2 separate regions of the Sus scrofa genome follow, and region 2 is linked to region 1. A link is a contact called in public Hi-C data. All regions are on one chromosome and are shown on one strand. The core of a region is the stretch at or near the end of the contact, and the rest is flanking DNA. Distances in the headings are between cores, read along the strand shown.

Region 1 (3,827 bases), core at 459-2,958:
CTGGAATCATAAAGGTACTATTTGAAAAGAAATGGATATTTAAATAAATCCTGTACCTTAGAGTTGATTTGTCAGCTCTTTGCTTTCCAGCCTCCAGTATGTAAGTTGCAGCTGCGGCATGACAATGTTTTAAAACCACTGGGTCGATACATTTCAAGTCTGGGTGATCTAAAATACATTAATTGGCAGTGATGCCTGTGATAACAAATTCTTTGTAGTCCTGTTTCTAAAAAGATATTTTTATTTGGGTAAAGAACCCCCTTTTAACAAGATAACAAGAAGAATTCAACTGTAAGGACTGCCAATTATAAGTAAATGAGAGGAGCAACATGGTCAATGGCAAAATAATAAAGAGCACACGTCAATAATTATGCTGTTACCTGGTCTCGATTACCTTCTCTTTATTTTGCCTTAACACTTTTGTGTGTGGGGGTGTGTGTGTTTAAATATAGTCCTAGTGTAAAATAACTTTGCAGTGATCATTGTAACGCTGGATGGAGTCAATTCAGAGGAAAATAAGATGAATATTTTTACATGGTGTAAATTTAAGAAGGAATAAACTTTCCTTCTAAAGATTGATTAATTTTAGGGTAACTGGCTCCATGGACTAATTAATACATGGGGGTTGGGGAGAGGGAACTAGTGCAGAATATAAAATACAATTTTCAAAATATTTTCAGGTTTCGACAGTCATCTTTTTTTTTTTTTTTTTGAGATTAACCCAGGTGGTGGTTACTATTTTCGTCTAAAGGACTTCCACTTTCATACTTTTTGCACACGTGTTTAGCTCGTGAAACTAAAGAAAAAAACAAAAATTTGAATTGAGATATTTATATTTAAGAAAATCATCTAAAAGTGATCTGTCTTAAAACATGCCTCCATCCATACTGACACCGCACTCCGCAATCACTGACCGGACCACTTACAAAAGACTCTTGATAACTGGTGCGGAACAAAACCTTATGCACCACAGTTTAAGGTTCTAGACGTGGAACCTGTGCAAAACATATTGAACTAGTGTTGGAGTGATCAGAAGAACTTGAGGTAGTCTCTAAGCTGGAAAATGTCAACACTATTTGACCTGGTAATTACTCTGGAAGCAGACCTTTAAAACCTTTGCCAGCCTAGCACTTAAAGCTTGAATTGCAGAGAAGCTGCCCCGATGAAGTCCAAGTGTCAAACAGCCTTTGCCCCAGACCTGGCGGAAAACCTCAGACATTTTAGGCCACAAACAAGACTTGAACACGGGTTTACAAAGGAACAAAGAGCCTGCGAAGGGAAATCAGGCCAGGAACGTGTAGTTGGCTGTGTGCAGGTGCCAACTGGGGACAGAACAATGCTCGGGGTCCGCCGTGGGTTCTGGCAGAGCCACATCCCCACACTCCGTCCGGAGCGAAGGGCGAAGCCCGGAGACTTCCTCTTCCCGGGGCTTTCCCCTTCTCGCTCGGTCTCGCTCCTCTTCTCCGAGCGCCCCTCCACCCAGGCCGATCCAGCGCAGAGCCAAGCGGCTTACCTAACACGGCCTCGTCCGCCTGGGCGTCCAGCAGGCTCTGGAAAGCCGCCCGGAGGAGAAGCGTGAAGGCGTTGGAGTCGAAGGAGCCGGGATCTGCCAGCATCTGGAAGCCTTTCTGCACATACTCCGAGAGCTCCATTGTGAGCGCGCCGTGACCTTCGACACGCGCACCACGTGACGCGCGCCGCGCGCTCAGCTGATGCGGCCGCGCGCGCACGCGGCTGGGGCGGCGGCGCGGACTGCGGGCCTTCGCGCCCGGGGCCTCCCCTCTGGTCTCCCCGCCCGCGCCCCGACCCGCGCCCCCGGCCTCCTGCCAGCCGCCGCCGCCGCCGCCGCCGCTTCCGTCCAGCCCTTCCTTCTGCGCCCGCCGCGGGAGCTCCCGCGCCTCAGCAGGAGGGGCGGCCCGGGCGCTTTGTGGACGCGCTCGGCTCTTTCTCCCCTCGCGGCGCTCACCTAGAACTGTCACCGGCTCCTGCGGGGCCAACGGGAGCGCTCGCGAAAGACCCCCATCGGGAGGTGGAGACGGTGTCGGGATCCCGGCCCCCACCTCCCCCCCGAGGACTACGCCTTCCGCGCTCCTCGCCCAGCTCCAGACACTGCGCGAGCTCCAGTCTAAGGCAACTGGTTGGGTTTTTGGTTTGGAGATTTTTTTAGAAAAACTCAACAGCACAGCCCGTTTGTGAGTGAGACTGTAGAAGTCTAATTATAATTCTTACTTGTTTTTCCTTTTTCCTTGTCATTTCTGGATTACAGCAATTGGTTCCTTCCTGTGTGGGGGGGTGTCTACACAAATATCCGTATATATAGTGCGCGCGTGTACTTCGGCAATTGAGGGTTTAATACCTTAACGCACGAACATATTGGACAGGATTATGAAAATTATAAGATATCGGTGCAGATAAACACCTTTCAAAAGCAAACTGATACACATTTTGAGCTACTGTACTCACAACATCCATAGGTCCTGTTTTAACTAGTCAAGCAATCTTCATTTATTTATAACAGATAAATAACTTAGTGAAGTATAGTTAGGAATGGCAAAATCTTTATTAGAAGTGAATTACTGTTTCTGATACCCGTAACATTAAAGGGTCAAATATTGTATAAAGTTTAACTTCCTCTTTATATTTCCACAAAGTTAGAGAACAAGAATGATTCTTAAAAAAAAAAAAAAAAAAAAAAAAAAAAAAAAAGGCAACAACCGCGAAGCAAAGTAGAGTATGCATTTTTTGATCAAAATAATTTAAAAAGTCAAAATGAAGGTTTTTTCTCCGGTGGAGGGGAGGGATAAGGAACGAGAAAGATGTTTGTCCTCAGGAGGCATTATTTGAAACAGACCCAATATGAAACACTTTTTGAGGCATAATTTAGGTGCTTATTTGTTAAAAAAAAAAGTTTCTGTTGAAAGCAGTCAACATTTAACCTTGCACCAATGCATAAAGAGCACCTGATTTCACAACAACAGGACGCAAATGGAATAATTTAGCATCAGTAAAGATTGAGTAACTACTCAGTTCTCCTTTGAAGGCTTTGAAAGGCATGTGAATTAGCTCTCCACTTCGGTGAGCATATAGGAGCAGTGAAGGATTTAAAAGTCTCCCTAGAGTCTTTATGAAACAAACACCTATTAATCATGTTCATCTCTTCTTCCCATCTCTTTTTTTTTTTCTTCTAAACTACTTGTTTCTCATCAGTAGTAAAAAGTCAGTTGAAAAATGTCCAGATATCTGATTTGCATAAGGGATATTTTATAGGGCAGAGTTGTGTAAAAGTTAAACAATAACAACACCCAAGCTCATTATGTTTGTTACACATGTATTTTATGACCTTACCTAACATCGATTGCTAATGGTCTAGTAGAATTTGAGTTGATAACTGTAATCAGAGTCAATTTAGAGTCAAAAAAGAAAGTCATGCTTAAGCATAGCTTCTTAAATGTTATCTTAAAAGAGGAAAGTAAATACAAATAAACGTGGGTTTGTGGGCATAAAAGTTAGGAAATTCATGAGGAATTTTTCTAAAATAGCTGTCAAGTTATCCTCCTGCACATAGGCAAGTCCTTTCTCATACAAATCACTTGTCCTCTTCTGCCTAAATATATTTATGTCTTAGGCCCAAGGGATGGGCACATTTCCAGCTCATACAAAAATTTTAACCATATTGTTTTCTGATACTAGAAAAACTGAATTGTGCTCCTGAAGCTAATTTATGTCAACTCCCTTTGAAGGAGGCACAGAATTAAGTATTTGTTTAAATGTAGATAGTACATGTGTATCTTTGACAAGTATGCCATTAAGATACATTGAAGCATAAT
Region 2 (4,246 bases), core at 645-3,144, 54 kb after region 1:
AGAAACATAATATGAGATTTATGAACACTGCTCAATTTAAAATTTCATACATTGTCAAATGACGTCTATTCCAGAAGGTGAATATTTGAATTTAAAAAACCTGCTACAATCCTTTTTATCTGTTTCAGAAACTGAAGATGCAGTGTTATTTGTCAACTAGGCCTTATAGCTTGTCACTATTTTTTACTTCTTAATTTTGTGTAATATTGTAAAACCATCACAGATAGCTCTCTGAATTTGAAATTTTGATTTTAGCACTGATCTCCTTGTCTTTCAAAATCTCTCTCTCTCTCTCACACACACACACACACACACACACACACACACACACGGAGAAGATCCACTTAACTAAAGATGTGAAGACTAAAGTTTGAGCTTAGCCAGGGAGCTTTCTCTTAGGGAAAACAGTTTAATCCGAAAGTAATTTGAAACCTGTGTTTTAATGCAACTTTTCCTATAGAAGAATACAAGAAATCTGGGTTTTCTGCCATTTGGGCAAGATGTGTTTTCCTTGTGGAAATCTGTAGTCTGAAAAACTATTTATATAAAGGATCAACAGTTGGAAATAACCTAAATGTTACTTCAAAATTTAAAGGCAAATTAATACAGCAGCAGTGATAAAATAGCCGGGTTATAAGGTGCACGGCAGAGCCGCAGGTGGGCCTGCGCGTGCGTGGCTGGCGCAGTGAGTGGATCGGAAGGTTGTGCCGCCTGCGTCAGAGGAGCGTCTAAGGCACCAAGTTTAGGTGGCGCGTCTGCTTTTTTTGCGAGGTCTGAGAGATTCGAGCACTCCGGGGGCCGGTAGCACGCACAGTGCTCTGTGGTTAGAGGTGACCATGATAGGAGGACGCAGTGACCCAGGGCGCATAGAAGTGAGGACTCTTCTTGGTGCAAAACCAGGGAAGCGCTGACTGAGACGCCCCGGGACCTTGTGCGGTTTGGTTATCATTGCGGTGATCCCGGGTCGCCACATCCAAGGGCTCCGCTCTACCGGCCTGTAGACTCTGTCACTTCCAGCCTCAAGTCACCACACCCCTACAGGGGGAGGAAGGAGGGCCGGGGAAGCAGGAGTCGGCGGTCCTGGCCCATGTTGCCCGGCGGCGAGGAACCCGACGGCGGGTCGGCGGGTCTGGCCGCGGTGCCTCTTTGGCGGCGGCCGCCCCGCACAAGTCCGTGCCGGGAGCTGGGCAGAGACCGGCCGCCGCCCCAGACGCATGGCCTCCCTGCCTGGTGTGCCCCCACTCCTCCTCCCCAGAGGTTCGGGGGCCGCGGATGCCATGAACCTAGCGGTGGGGATGCGGGCGCCGGCAACCCCGGACTCCTCTAGCGCCGGAGATAACATCACTTGGAGCGGAGGACAAAGTCAAGTGCAAGTGAAGAAAAAAGGGGAGGGGTACGAAATAAATGTACCCAGGGCGCAGTTGGACACTGTTACAATGGACCCACTATAAGTAGACGGAAACTAACAGTTGGGGGGTCGGGGGTGAGAAAGCCTGACTTTGTTTCCTGAACTGCCTCCAGTTGCCCCAGAACTTAACCCCAAAGACGCTTCGAGACACCGCCCGCACCGAAAAATCCCTGGGACTTGCACCCCGCAGACCGGCGTCCGGTGCCGCCTCCCGGCCGGGCGCCCCGAGGCTGGCATTGTCCCGTCCTTCCCTCCGGGCCCTACTGGGGCTCCCAGCCGAGCCCGACCTTGGCCGTTCTTCCGGCAGCTGGGAGAGGCCTGGCGGCCTGGGCCCGGCGCCGCGTTGGGCAGCCGGGCTCTGTGTTGGCTGGGGACGCAGCCCCGGCGCGAGCGCGCGAACGAGGCCGCGCCGTCCCCGCTGCCCGGCGCAGGTGGAGGTGCTAGACAGGCCGCCCGCCCCGGGGCGGAATGCGGGCTGGGCCCCCAGCCACCCTCGGAAGGTCTATTTTCAGGCGCCCCTCCCCACACCCCCATCCCTGGCGTGCGTCCTCCCTTCCTCTCCGCCCGTGCCGTTGGTCTTTTTCGGTTTCTTTCCTCGACGCTTCCCGATTCCCCCAGCCCTTCGCCGCACGCGCCCACCACCCGCCCCGCAGGCGGAACTGGAGGGCTCTGCGGGGCCAGGGGGTCGCCGCCGGTCCGGGCGCCGCATCTCCTCCCGGCCGGGGACCGAGGGGGAGGCCGCAGAGCCGCCGGGAGCGGCGGGGGCGGGAGGTGCGCGGAACGTCCAGGCCGGGGAGGGGGCCGCGCCAGCGCCGGGGCTCTGCGTCCCTCCCCATCTGTCGGACCAAAGCTGCTGAAACTGCAGAAATGCGCTGGCGCCCATCCACCGGCTGCAAACAAAACCAAACAAAACGCGGCGAAAGGAAAAGCGAAATGGCGCTGCTGAAAATGGAGCCTCAGCCTTTGAACGTCTTTCTTTCCTCCTCTTAGTTCGTCTAGTTGATGTTTCCAGTCCTTCCACGCCCCCCCTCCTCGGCTTTCCTCCACGTAATCTCTACCCCATCACCCCTTTGCTTTTCTATTGACAACCTCCTTCCCCCGCTTTCCAGTCTTTTCTTTCCCCTCTCGGTTCCTCCTTCTCCATTTTGTGTCACAGGCGCTTCTCTTCTCAGTTCCCTTTCTGGGCTCGCACTCCCCCGCCCGTCTCACTGGCTGTTTTCGGCGTGTCGAGAGCGAAGGTGGTAGGGACGGCGGGGCTAGGTAACGAGTTGGTTTGGTAGAGACAGGTTTTATTTAGAACCCAAACATCTCCTCTAATTAGTCGTGCCCTCGCCCCGCGCCTTCGCCCCCCGCGGCTCTGCGCCCAGACTCGCGCGGCGGCGCCGTCTCAGCAGCCGGGCGTCATCGCCCCGGAGGAGGCTCGGGGCTTACGCAGAAGTAAATACCTTTTAAAAAAGATCTTTTAAGCTGAGAATATCGCTTTTGCAGCGTCCGTGGGGGGGTGGCATAATTTGGATAGGTGGGTTTCATTTTCCCGAGGGACTTCTGAGGACCATTTTAAGAGAAGCGTGCAGAGAAAACAGCAATGTTAAGTGTTTTTTCTTTTTTTGTTTCTTGTTTTTCTAGAGGGAACCCCAAGCACTGTGATAACTTATGTTTTTAAGGCCAAGCTTTTTTGAAAATTACCTTTTCTTTACACGCATAGTTGACTTTGATCCTAAAAAAAAAAAAAAAGAAAAAAAAAAAAAAGGATGAACTCTTTCAAGAGACCGATGCTTTCGAATACATAACGCCCCCCAAATTGTGGGTTCTCGGATAGTTTCTGTAGACGCAGTATGATTTTGAAGTTCAAGGTCTCTAAGCGCTGCTCAGTGAGACAAGGAGAAATAGGTTGTTGCTACATTAAAGATAAAGCAGAGGGTGCTTTTCCTGATAGTGCCCAATCTTGGTAATAGAGTTTGGGTTTTGCTTTTTCCGGGGGGAGGGGGGGAGGGGGGAGAGGGGCTGGGCACAATCTGCCTGGGTTCTATTCAGGAACCAGCTGATAGAAGCTATTTCAAGTGAAGGGCTTCAGTCAATACAGATCTGAAAACACTGACATCATTTTCTGATCTAAGTGCTTCTTTTAGTTATGGTAAAAAGGTTGTCCTTTGTACCATATTTGAAAATAAAATGATTTTGCTTCCCTATATAGTGATTACTAACTACATTTCATTTTATTCACATTCCCCAGTGCATTCTTATACCTTCTGGCTAGCTTTACCTCCTCTGTGATCTGTCAAAACCATAACCTCCAGGAAAAAAAAAAAAAAATACAATGCTCATCCCTTATGTAATTCTCATGCTCCTGGAATTATTTGAAAAGGTCAAACTTTTATAAGGGAACTCTTTTAAAAATGTCTCAGCATAGCATTCTTTGAAAGAATCTTAGAATGTTTCTTTTTAAAAAGTTACCTTCTGGAGTTTTCATTAATTGTTTGGATTAAAGTTAGGTTATGACCACATCTAACTTGTAAACTATTTCTTTATGAAAGAAAGGAGAAAGGAAGTAGGTAGTGGCAAGAACTAAACCAGTGGAACTAGGCCTTATTCAGAGCCTAAATCTGGGAGTTGGTACCTTCACAATATGCTTATCAAATTGAATTTGGCATATGGTCTCCTCTGACTCAAATAAATGACTTTGTGCCTTTTAAAAATAGGTTTTTAATCCAAGCTCCTACTTCTTTGTTATGCTTTTCTCCTGGAAGATGAACAAAGAAAATGAATCTCACTGGAAGGGAGGGTAGATTCCCCCACCCAAGCTTTCTAAAAATGGGCAAAATTAGAAAGTTATTAGTA

What was found. Hi-C and Micro-C count contacts between places; a contact is called where the count stands out from the background.
Region 2: a contact with region 1 is called in a Hi-C map of skeletal muscle, with 3 times the contacts expected there. The contact joins the enhancer-like site here to the promoter of COMMD3 in region 1. A contact is called at or near these places in 1 of 5 promoter capture datasets (liver), 16 of 47 Hi-C or Micro-C datasets (alveolar macrophages, brain, embryonic fibroblasts and 9 more) and 2 of 2 datasets of contacts at active chromatin or transcription factors (alveolar macrophages and skeletal muscle).

What each region holds. Positions count from the first base shown.
Region 1 is chr10:52,599,668-52,603,494 of Sscrofa11.1, forward strand. COMMD3 (COMM domain-containing protein 3) reads right to left here and starts at 1,709. Exons shown (of 8, transcript XM_005668159.3): 1 at 1,514-1,709; 2 at 57-168. The coding sequence starts at 1,652.
Region 2 is chr10:52,653,712-52,657,957 of Sscrofa11.1, forward strand. No RefSeq gene overlaps it. Among named protein-coding and RNA genes, the nearest start is that of TRNAN-GUU, 21 kb to the right of the region's middle. Within about 2 kb of position 1,895, at least 65 of the 83 cell types and tissues checked have an H3K27ac peak or open chromatin away from gene starts, as enhancers often do. A contact at or near this core is called in alveolar macrophages, brain, fetal skeletal muscle and 6 more, where this site is marked.